Regions from separate parts of the Mus musculus genome. Here all the other regions are linked to region 2. The links are chromatin contacts, called in public Micro-C and promoter capture Hi-C maps. All regions are on one chromosome and are shown on one strand. The core of a region is the stretch at or near the end of the contact, and the rest is flanking DNA. Distances in the headings are between cores, read along the strand shown.

Region 1 (3,919 bases), core at 208-2,707, 3.0 Mb before region 2:
AAAGAAAGCTGCATAGTATGTGATACAAAATGACAAGGATAGAAAAAGAGAAAAAGACAATTATAGTGTCACTTTCCTAACGCCACCTACTAATCTACCTGGTTCCACCTTCAAGGGCAAGGCTAGAGGATCAGACAAACAGAGGAACTCCAACGGTGTCCTCTGCTCAATGTCAGAGCACAGGATACACAGACACAAGTAGGGCCTGTAAGGGCAATGAAATCCACAGAAAAGCTGGGGGAAATTTTTACTTCTATTTTTAGTTACACGCTTCTACTTAGGGTGATGAAGACCAGTTGCACATTCGCAATAGCTTCACTATATACAGATAACACTTACGGACGTAGAGACCTCCATCGAATACAGGTTGACCCCACTGACCCCACTTGGGCCTGTAGAGGTGTTCCTTGAGTGACCTTTTGACGTCAAGGATCTAAAACTCCACCCTCCAATGATGCTTAACGCCGCCATTTTCTGATCTTACAGTCAGGAAGTTGAGTTACGCATGCGCACAACACCTAGCCCGTCACTTCTCATTACCTTTAATCCCTTTTCCACACCTCACCCTGCTCCTTCACCGTGTAGATACTCAAATGCCCTACACTCCGCTCTCCTGTCTTTACATGGTATCCACGTGAGGATTCTTGCCGAACCTGTCACTTCAGAGACTGGCACACTGCTCGGTGGGCAAAAGAAACATGATCTGGTAACTCATGCGAGGGCACAGTAGCAGGCTTCCCAGTCACTCTGGGTATAACTCACATCTGTCACACACTCTCGCGAGGAAAGCGGTGCGTGGATGGTGTTTCTAGGGAAACCAGTGTCACCTTGGCCGACAGCCTGGTTTACCTCATACCGGCAGGTGGGGCTGCCGCAGGCACCAAGGTCAGCGCCGTGTCCGGGCACGGCGAACACAAGGACGGCGGCCTGCTGGGGTCAGCGCACGCAGGACAAAAGAACGCGCGCGGGCCAGAGGGAGCGACCGGTCCACGTGACACGCCGCGACCTTGGGGCTCTCCCGGGCCGCCAGGCCACCTACTCCCTAGCCCGCCACCTTCGCGGCTCCGCCGCCAGAGCCAATAGCGCTCGGCCCCCCGACCCCCGGCGCAAGTCCGCGTCCGCCAATCTCCGCCCGCCTGGAGGACCCTGCCACGCCATTGGCTATAACGTCTGTCCGTCAGGTCTCGTCCCCCGCCCACCATCGCCGCCCTCCGCCAGCCCGGCTCTGTCCGGCTTCACGCCCGTCACTCAGGCACTCCGGAAGCAAGGACGCATAGGCCTCACCCTCGGCCGCGAGCTCCGGGTGTCAAGCGCCGAGCCTCCCAGCCCTGGACGGAGCCCGTCTGCCGCACAAGGTTACCTGTCTCCCGTTCAGCTCCACCCGAGTGAAGCGCCGACACCACTCCGGGCTCCAAACTCTCAGCCCCGCCCCGGCGTGTGGCGTCAACGCGTAGCCCGGCCCCAGAGGAGCGGCCTGCAAGACAGGCTGTGGGCGTGACGTGACGTCACAGAATTGGGTTTCAGTCGCTCGCTCGGGCTTCGCGCCAATGCAGAACTTTGCATCTGGCCAAAGCCAGCCTGTTGCTCACTGTCTTTCGGCTGTCATTAGCAGTTACACGGGAGACGCTTCCGAAGCTTGTTAAGAACCTGGTACATTCAGGGCGTGGGATGCCGTCTGATAATTGAAGCGTTTGGCGGGCCGAAGCAGGAGCGCTGCGACTTTGAGGCCCACGGGCTTTGTATCCAAAACAAGCTGCCCTAAATAATAGTTGGGTTGGTAAAATGTATCCCTGCACAAAATAATTTGAATAACATGAGTGACTATTTTGAACACTTGTTTTGCAGCAGTCCTTATGAAGATTAGTTAGCGAGGTCTAATGTGACTTGGTTGTCATGCGACTTGGGTGTTCCTGCTAGTATTCTGACAGGAAGCTGTGCTGGGGTCCCCCTGGATCTTCCTGGCTCCAGAGCCTGCTCTAAACAGACAAAATCCACTAGTTAACCTGTTACACTTCACTAATATGAAATGTTCCCCGTGTCAAAATGTTAAGCCAGAGCCTGGCTGTGTGAGTGCACACCTTAAAGCAGAGCACTCAGAAGCAGAGGCAGGCTCATCTCTGAGTTTGAGGTCAGCCTGGTCTACAGAGAGAGTTTCAGGGCCACATAGAGAAACCCTGTCTTGGGAAACAAAATAAAAAACTAACAAAAATATTCAGCCAGATTTTGCAGCACACACCTGCAATTTCAGAACAGAGAAAAACTGACCAATTGGGAGGTCAAGATGGGCTACATAGAGTTCTTGTGGGCAGCCTGGGCTACACAGTTGGATCAGGTCTCAAAAAGGAGAGTGGTTCATTTCATACTCATGTCTTTTGTTGTTGTTGTTTGAGACAATGGCATGTAGCTGAGGCTGGATTCAATTTCATAATGTAGGCTGACCTTGCTCTGTTTCTTTTACCTGCATATACCAGGTGCTAGGACTATAGCTATAAGTCCCATGCCCAGCTTCATGCTCATGGCCTTTAACTCTCCGCTTGTTTCTCTTTTTTAGCAGAGTAGTTTTTGATGGACAGCAATACAGACTGTCAGTTTATCCTTGCTATGTATGGCAAATGGCACCAGTGCTGGATGAGCTGGCTGGAGAGTCCTTTTGCTCTACTGAAATAGAAGTCACAAGTAGTCACAAGTATGCCAGAAGCTCTTCAAGCTTTGGTAGCAGTGATAGGCCACAGTACAAGGGCAGAAGCATCAGCAATGGTACACGTGAGTTGTCCTCCCATGGACCTGGGGTATATCGTCCTAAGAAGCCTAAGGGCTAAGAAGCCAAGATTCCTCAGCCCACAGTTAGAACTTGCTATTGCAGCTTAAATGTGGCCTAGGTACTCAAATCCCTCTATCCAGATTGCATAAAGAGTTATAGAGGGGCTGGAGAGATGACTCAGCAGTTAAGAGCACTGACTTCCAGAGGTCCTGAGTTCAATTCCCAGCAACCACATGATGGCTCACAACCATCTGTAATGGGATCCAATACCCTCTTCTGGTGTGTCTGAAGACAGCAACAGTGTACTACTGATAAACATAAAATATCTTTAAAAAAAAAGTTACAGAGATGTGTCAAGTCTTTATGGCTAAGGGCCTTTTTTGTTTGTTTGTTTGTGTGTTTTTTTGAGACAGAGTTTTTCTGTGTAGCACTGGCTGTCCTGGAACTTACTCTGTTGACCAGGCTCTGCCTCCCAAGTGCTCAGATTAAATGCGTGCGCCACCACTCCCGGCTATAGCTAAGGGTCTTATAGCCCACACTGTAATACTGGCTGATATTGAGTGCTAAGGAATCCTGCTTTACTAGGCCTATACAAAAGGCTTTCTTTGTGTTATAGCCTCAGCCCAGAAATAGTCAAAAAAGGACCACTTGTGCCAGGTGTGGTGGCGCCTTTAATCCCATCACTCAGGAGACAGAGGCAGGCGGATTTCTGAGTTCGAGGCCAACCTGGTCTACAAGGTGAGTTCCAGGACAGCCAGGGCTGCAGAGAAACACTGTTTCAAAAAATAAATAAATTAATTAATTAATTTTAAAAAAAAAAAAGGACCACTCAAGAGAATCCTACTAAAATTTGACCTGGCCAAGCAATTGTTTCCAATGCCTTTAATCTCAGTACTCAAGAGGCAGGGACAGGTGGATCTGAGTTCGAGGCCAGCCTGATCTGTAGATTGAGTTCCAGGTCAGCCAGAGCTACACAGAAACCCTGTGTCTTATTTAGGGTTTCCATTGCTGTGAAGAGACACCATGACCAAGACAATTTTTATAAAGAACAACATTTAGTTGGGACTGTGTACTGGCTAGTTTTGTGTCAGCTTTACACAGCTGGAGTTATCACAGAGAAAGGAGCTTCAGTTGAGAAAATGCCTCCATTAGATCCAA
Region 2 (3,786 bases), core at 497-2,996:
CAAAGGGAACCAGGGGAGAAGAATGGGGAGGCCCAATGGCTCTGGCCTAAGGAATCCGGCCCCTTCCTACAAGGCCCCTGGGAGGGTGAAGCTAGTAAGCACCCTGGTGCCAGAGAACTTGCCTGAAGGCATAGATGCAGCTCTTGGCCACACCATCAAAGTTGGAGATCTTAAAACATTTAAACATGTTATGTTCTATTAAGGTCCAGTGACCCTCTACCCCCACAAGATCCACATCCCCAGATCCTGGGAAGGATCTGTCTCGAGACAGAACTAAGATAATACACAGCAGGGAGTGGGGGAGGGTGCCATCCTCACCTGGAGAAACCTTTCCCACAGCTCTGGCAGATGTACGGTTTGCCCACTGACCCATCATGGGACCTCACATGGTACGACATTCGGTCTTTTCTCTTGAACCGCAGACCACACACCGGGCACGAGTACGGCTTCTCCCCCGAGTGGGAAAGCTTATGCCGGTTGAGATGGTATACGTCACGAAAGATCTTGCCACAGATCTCACAAGCCACTTGCTTCCTGGTCCGGCTCCTTTTTCTGGGGCCATCGGGGTCCTCGGAGATGGGTAACCCATTCTCACCCAGCCTTGGAGGAGGAAGATCGATATAGCCCAACTGGAGGCTTGTGACGCCGTGCTGGGCCTCATGTTGCCGGAGCCGGTTGGCGTCAGTGAACACCTTCCCGCACAGGCCACATGGAAGGATGCCTGCTTCCCTCAAGCCCCCTGGAGACCCAAACATGGAGTCCAGCAGGTTGGCCTTCCTGGGGCGTCCCCGGCCTCGCTTGCTAGTTAGTGGAGGTGCACTGGATGCCACATTAGGGAACGGAGAAGTCAGTAGTTGGGGGGATAGGGGTCCAGCCACCATGGGCAATCTGTCCACCCCGGGTAACACAGGCAGAGAAGCTTGGCCCGCAATAGCAGCACCTGTGGCCCTGGCAGCCTCCTCCTCGGGCTGCATACTGCCAGCAATACCGTTACTGTTGGCTGCCATGGCTGCCCCGTTGGTCATGTCCAAAGGGAAGCCCAAGTCAGAAGTCCCAGGTGGGCGAAAGAGCATGATATCAGCCCGGGCAGGGGGCACGAGGATCTGCACGTTGGACTGTTTGATTACTTCCTGGCAGATCTCGATGACCGACCTCATCAGCAGGAACTTGGCGGCCGTCATGAGCTCGGGGAAGCTCTCTAGGCGCACAACGATTCGGGACGTATAAGCGAAGTCCAGGATGTCTCCGAACACTTTGGAACTGATGGTGTGCATCTCCAGTTCGCGGCTGCCTCCAGCTCCGCCGCCTGGAGCCGCCGCCGCGCCTCCCACATCAGCAGGACCACCATCTGCAGCTCCGCCGTCGCCTAACTGGGCGCTGAACACAGACTCAAAGTACTCGCTGCAGGCAGCCAGTACGGCGCGGTGCGCTGGGAAGCTCTCGTCGCCTACTCGTAGGAGCACGTCGCAAAAGCGCCCGCCGTTTTTGCGTTGTTGGTTCAGGTTGTGCAGCATCTCCGTACTGTGTCTGCTCACCTGGTAGGTGTAGCAGCCCGACGGACCGCAAGAAGCGTCGTTGACCCGCTCCATGGTCGCTGCCCCTTCCCCACTCGCCGGGCCGGGCACCCGCCAGTCCCTGGTCCCTTCCCTTAGGCAGCGAGACGCCTTTTGCAGCGGACCACTCACACTCCCCGCACGTGCGGCCCAGGGCTCGGTAGTACTCTCAGGTGCGCCCAGCGCACACGCCCCCTGCTCTAATAAAAAGGGCTAGACCCAGCGGGGCACTGCCCCCCACATTGCCGCCCTTAACCTCCGCCGGACCCGCGTAGCACTCCCTCTCCGCCTGCCCGCCTCCCTCTCTAGGTCTACCTTCCAGGGGTAAACGAGCGAAGAGGTGCGCCCCTCCTGCAAACGCAGCTGCCACCTCCCCTCCCGCCCGCCAGGCGGCGCCGGCGCGCGGCCAAAAGGCGCGCGCGCGCGCGCGGGGAGGAGGAGGGGTCCGCCGCGCAAGCGCAAGCGCGCGCTCCGAGGCTTTTCCCGGGCCCACTGGGGGCGCGCGCTGCGTCCCCTGCAAAGCGCGAGCCGGGGTGGGGGCGCCGGAGCAAAGGAAACAAAAGGCGAAGGCGAAGGCGGCGGTCCGCGCGCACAGGGGCGGTGGCGTAGGCCGAGTCTTGGAGCCCGGCGAAGGCGGCGGCCGAAGCGAGCGGGTGGCAGTAGCAGGGTGGGCCCTTTCCCAAGCCAGGCACGAGTGGCGGCGGCGCTGCGGCCCCAGGCTCCGTGCGTTCGGAACGGAGGAAAGATGGCAGCGGCTGCACTTCCTCTTGCACTTTCACCCCTGGGGGGAGGAGAAGGAGGGGGCGATACCAACAACACCCCCCCCCCCAGCTTGCAGAAAGAAAAAAAAGCAGCGAGCTCGGCGTGGGGGGTCTCGGTCGCCCCGACTCAGCACGTGCGCATCCGGCTCCCTAGCTTGGGCCGCCTAGCGCTGCAAACTTTCCACTTTCTTTGTGCCGAACGCCCCCCCCCCTCACCCAGCGGAGGATGCACGTCCCCCATTCCCTATTTATACAACCCCCCCCCCTGCAGCTCCGCTCCGCTCGCTTCCTGCCCCCACTCCCCAGCTCCGCCAATGCTAGCGCAGCCTGATCCTCCGCCTCCCCACCCCGCCCGCGGGGCCCGGGGCTGCAGCCTCAACCACCCCCCACACACCACCACCCCCCCCCCGACCCCGGCCAATACGATCTGAGCGCCGAGCCAGCAAACCAGCTACAGCCGCCCCTCCGCTGCCCGCCCAGAGTGTAGGCGAGCGTGCGGGATGGGCAGCCAGAGCCTGTGGATCTGAGCCCCCCAGCCTACCTTGCGCACCCGCAGGTCGGACGGGCATCAGCACCCTGCCTAGTTCTCCTTTGATGGCCGAAATCCCTAGAAGTCGGCTGAGACCTCCCGCTCTGCTGCCCTAGGAAGGAGACGGGATCCCGATCCGACGCAGGCGGAACCTTCTGCCTGCCTCACACTGACCGAGGCAAATGCCCGGCACGCCTGGATAACTAGAGATAGGTCGTTTTCCCCACCCACAGCTACTTGGGCTTTGTGCCCCAGGGAGCGTGAAGTCACAAGCCAGCTCAGAGAAGGGACAGTATGATGGCGATGGACAAAATCAACGACCCCTGCATGTCCCAGCAGTTTTGTAAGAAAACTAGGGAATCCAGAGATCAAGAAGCCCCCTCGATCTTCCCCAAGCCAGAAGCTTGCTTATTAGCCCTTGCCGCCCGGCAAAATGCCGGCCACTTTGACCACGGACCGTGCGGCCAGGCTAGAGCGCATTGTCCCTAAGACGCCTGAGGATGCTATTAGGCGAGGGTTGCACACAGGTTCGTCTGCTTGGGCTGTCGCTGAGCTATTGGTATCAGAGACTGTAGGCAAAGCACGTGTACTGGCGCGAAGTTCCCACAGTTGCGAGAGGAGCGAAGCACGTATTCCAAACTTTGCACGGCTCCAAACTGAGCGCTTCCATTAAATGTAGCGGTGTGTGTGGAAAAGCATTCTGGGTATTACCATGCAAATGAACGGGACCAGCTTTCATCTCGGCTTGGGGTTCCCACCAGCGTGCGCCTAGCCTGTTACTCATCTCACTGAGGCTTTTCGGCATGGCACTGTAAAGAGGACCCTAGTTCAAATCCTAGACCTGAGCGCTCTCGTTATGTCTCGGTGCCAGTTACTTGGCTTCTGTGAGCCAGTTTTGTAACCTGTGCCCCGGACAAAGTTGAGAATTCACCCTCCTCAGACA
Region 3 (3,690 bases), core at 866-3,365, 3.1 Mb before region 2:
TTCAATTCCTAGTAAGAAATCACACCTATCAGCTTTAAGATTCTACAGGGTTGAGAACCAAAAAATATGAAGGAAATCTGGAACTAGTCATTACTTAAAATAGTGACAGACTCCTTAAGCATGACTCAAGAGCTTTTAATACATCACACCTACTTCTGAATAGACTTGAGGCTTCTCAAAAGCATACCATCACTCCTAACTTCATGTTGAAACCTAAAATCAAATTCTCAAAGCACTGTCACACAATGCATGATTAGGCAAATAAACTGTTAGTTTCTGGCAATGAAAATGCTACCACCTTCAACCTGTCAGCATAGCTTTAAGCATCAGGTGAGTGGCTCCTAACCTAATTGTAGAGGACTGTAGAGGATTCCAACACTTCAATATCTACATGCCCTTTCATAGCTAGTTGAAAACCACAACTCATCAGTTGCAGCATCTACACTTCTCTTGGAGGAATACATTTATGGTTTAAGTAGTTAAATATGTGACTCCTTTGGACTGTTTTTTTTTTCTCACAGCTTAACAGCTTTCCAAGTCCACATTTTTTTTCATCAAATTATGACTTCAAAGCCTTTCTTGGCAGCTCCACCTCTATTTTCACCTATGGGCTCATCTCATTCCCATTAAGCTCTGGTTAACCTGATACTATCCTACCCAGGCTAAGCTTAGGCCAAGTTTCCACAAGAGTCCTTGTCAATTATCAGCTCTTGACTAGATACATGCTGGGTGAGGGCTAATTAGAACCTAGTGCTCTTTTTATGTGCCTACCTACTATGTGTACCCAGCACTGTGGCAGGCGGGCAATCGGGAGATCTAGCTTTTGAGTTAAAAACTCACCAATGATAGCTTCTGGAGTTTAACAGTACAGACACTAAGTAACATATTCCACTATGGCCTAAGGGCTAGTACTGAGGCTAACAATAATATTTAATTTTGGGGTTTTTTGTTTTTTTCGAGACAGGGTTTCTCTGTATAGCCCTGGCTGTCCTGGAACTCACACTGTAGACCAGCGTGGCCTCGAACTCAGAAATCCGCCTGCCTCTGCCTCCCGGGTGCTGGGATTAAAGGCGTGCGCCACCACGCCCGGCTGAATATTTAATTTTGTAAAAGAAAAACGCCAATTGTTTAGGGTACTCTAATTACTAACTGATCTTTAAGCAGCCACTTAACCTCCAGAACTAATTAAGTAGGTAACTACTGGCAATCCACTTTGGTCAATGCAAACTGCAGCGTGGCCAGTCATAACATGCCTGTCTCACTGAGGGTAATAGGGAGGGGTTCAGAGCGCCTCCCCCGCTGCGCCATCACTGCGACAGGAGGCGGTCCTTGGGCACCAGCAAAAGCCAAGCCTTTCTCGTTTCCGCTCGGGGGTGGGGGACGCGGAGGGGTATTTTGAGCCTCCCTAACCAAATGTGGCTACTTCGGACCAAATGGCCAAAGGTTCAATTCACACTCAAGTCTGCTATAAAACGATTATTTTATATTCTTCGTAGGAACCACTAGGTTTAGGAAACCACTAGGTTTAACCGGGCTAACGAGCACGTCCGGGCTCTCCGAGCCTTCGCCCCTGAGACCTTAGGCAGGGTCCCTGCTCAGATCCGAGTAAAAGGCTGTGGGGCTCCGGAAAGCAGGCTGGGAAGAGGCCCGCGGGGCTGCAGCGCCGCAGCGGAGCAGGGCGGGGCCCAACGGCTGGGAGAAGGGAGAGGCGCGGAGCACGTGCGCCCGGCCTCGCGGGGCCCCACAGGACGCAGCCACGTGCGCCTGCGGGGAGGCCGGGACGGGCGGGGACGGCCCCCTCCCCCAACGGCCGCGCCCCGCCCGGCTTTGTCCGCAGCCCGCCCAGCCTCCCCGCGCCTCGCCAGCCTCCCAAAATGGCCCCTCGTCAGGAAATGGCGCCGCCACCCGCGCTCGCTCCACCGGAGGGTCGGGCCGCGCCCGAGAGAGCCTCCCCCTCCACAGCTCCCGGGACCCCACCCTGGAGCACCACTGCCCACCCGACCTCGAAGGAGACGCGGCCCAAGGGCTCGTCATCGGCCGTGATGTCGAAGAACACGGTGGGGTTGACCATGGCTGCAGCAAGCGGCGAAAAGCGACAGTGGCGTCTGCAAAGCGGCACGAGCCTCGCCGCGGCTTCCTTTATACCCGGTTCGGGCCCCGCCCACCACCGAGTCGCGCGCCCGGACCTGGATCAATCACAACTGCTTTCCAAACGGAGTGACGGCGCGACAGGCCTATGGGCGGGCGCGGGCGCGGGTGGGGCGGGGCGCGAGGCGCGCGTGCGCTGTAGCGCGCAGAGGCAGGTTCCCGCCCGCGGGCTCCTACTAGATGGTTGCGGCGCGGTCGGTGGGGGAAGAGTCCGAGGGCAGTTAGGGAGGGTGGCCACGCAATCTGGCTGTCCTTAGGAACGCGTCGGGGCCCCTGGTCTTCCCCAGTGGTACCGCGTATCTTCCCATTGCACAGAGCAAGTAACTGAGGCAAACATGGTCCTCAAGGTCGAGCGGCCCTTCAAGGTCGGGCGGGGTCCTGAGGCGCTGCCCTCTCTGCGGAAACTCGAACAGGCAGGCATCCCTGGGCCTAGATCCAGGACCCACACCGTCATTGTGCAATGGCAACCGCTTCCTGATAGGTCCCTGTGAGCGCCTCCGTTTTCTTAAACTCTGGGGAACGGGCACAAGCAGCCCCCTCATTTTAAAGATTATGAAATACTTTTTAAATGTCCTACTTTCCAAATATATCTTGTGTTTTCTCCAGGAGGAAGCTATTTAAACACGATCCTGGTCAGAGTCTACCTGTAATTTTTTTCTCCCCGACCCCCAATACCCCAAGGTCTTCTCATTTCCTCATGTGGCCTAAGGCGTGCTCTCAAAGGCTTCACACGCCTGTAAATCCCACCTCTAGGTAGATGGAGACAGGAGGATAGTGAGTTCCATACAGCCTGAGCTGTAAGTGTGAGGCCCTGCCTCATAAACAAAGCCTGAGTATGGGAAAGTCGGTGCTGTGGAAGACCCTTCACCATAGCGTCTGCTGGAGTTGGCTCCCGAGCTGTAAGGCCTTTAGACACAGAACCTCAGGAATGTGGGTCTGGCCATGCCTTATTTGGATGAATCAGACCAAAAGCACATTAGGTTGAACTACAAAGAGTTTTGATTTGCCAAACTGGAAAATTCTGTACCAGTGTGCTTTGTGCATATAGCATCATGTAAACCTGCTTTTCTCAAAACTGTTAAGTGCTTGCAGGACAAGCTCAAGGACCTACCTGCGTTTGGATCCCCAGCACCTATGTAAAAGCCAGGCCATTGGGAGGAGTCTGTAAGTCCAGGCCTGGAGGCAATGGAGACTGACTGGTTAGACAGTCTAGGCAAGACTGAGTCAGTATAGTGGATAAGGTAGAGACAGGGATGGGGAGAAGGCCCCATGGTTAAGAGCACTTGCCTTTATTTTTAACTAACTGATTGTTTTGGTTATAGTTTGCATTTTAGGAGTTCTTTGCATATTCTGGGTTTAATTTCTTACCTGACATATAATTTGCTGATATGTTCTGCTGTCCCTCCGTTGAGCCAGCAAGATGGCTTAGCAGGTAAAAGTGCTTGCAATACAGGGCCCAGGAACTGGGGAAAAGGCCAGATGAAGTGGCTCACATCTGTGATGCCAGCACTCTAAAGGTTGGGAATCAGAGGAGACCGACAG

The links. Promoter capture Hi-C pulls out the DNA fragments that hold promoters and counts their contacts. Hi-C and Micro-C count contacts between places; a contact is called where the count stands out from the background.
Region 1: a contact with region 2 is called in a promoter capture Hi-C map of liver, with 9 times the contacts expected there. The contact joins the promoter of Ogdh here to the promoter of Patz1 in region 2. A contact is called at or near these places in 1 of 39 promoter capture datasets (liver), 2 of 115 datasets of contacts at active chromatin or transcription factors (embryonic stem cells and stem cell-derived neural progenitor cells) and 1 of 9 other capture datasets (liver).
Region 3: a Micro-C map of embryonic stem cells shows a contact between it and region 2, with 5 times the contacts expected there. The contact joins the promoter of Ppia here to the promoter of Patz1 in region 2. A contact is called at or near these places in 1 of 39 promoter capture datasets (cranial neural crest) and 1 of 484 Hi-C or Micro-C datasets (embryonic stem cells).

Annotation. Positions count from the first base shown.
Region 1 is chr11:6,289,135-6,293,053 of GRCm38.p6, reverse strand. It overlaps Ogdh (oxoglutarate (alpha-ketoglutarate) dehydrogenase (lipoamide)), which reads right to left and starts at 1,457. Exons shown (of 23, transcript NM_010956.4): 1 at 1,361-1,457. Gm46270 (predicted gene, 46270) reads left to right here and starts at 791. Exons shown (of 1, transcript NR_168687.1): 1 at 791-3,237.
Region 2 is chr11:3,288,417-3,292,202 of GRCm38.p6, reverse strand. Patz1 (POZ (BTB) and AT hook containing zinc finger 1) reads right to left here and starts at 1,746. Exons shown (of 4, transcript NM_019574.3): 1 at 319-1,746. The coding sequence starts at 1,589.
Region 3 is chr11:6,414,292-6,417,981 of GRCm38.p6, reverse strand. It overlaps Ppia (peptidylprolyl isomerase A), which reads right to left and starts at 2,115. Exons shown (of 5, transcript NM_008907.2): 1 at 2,003-2,115. The coding sequence starts at 2,071.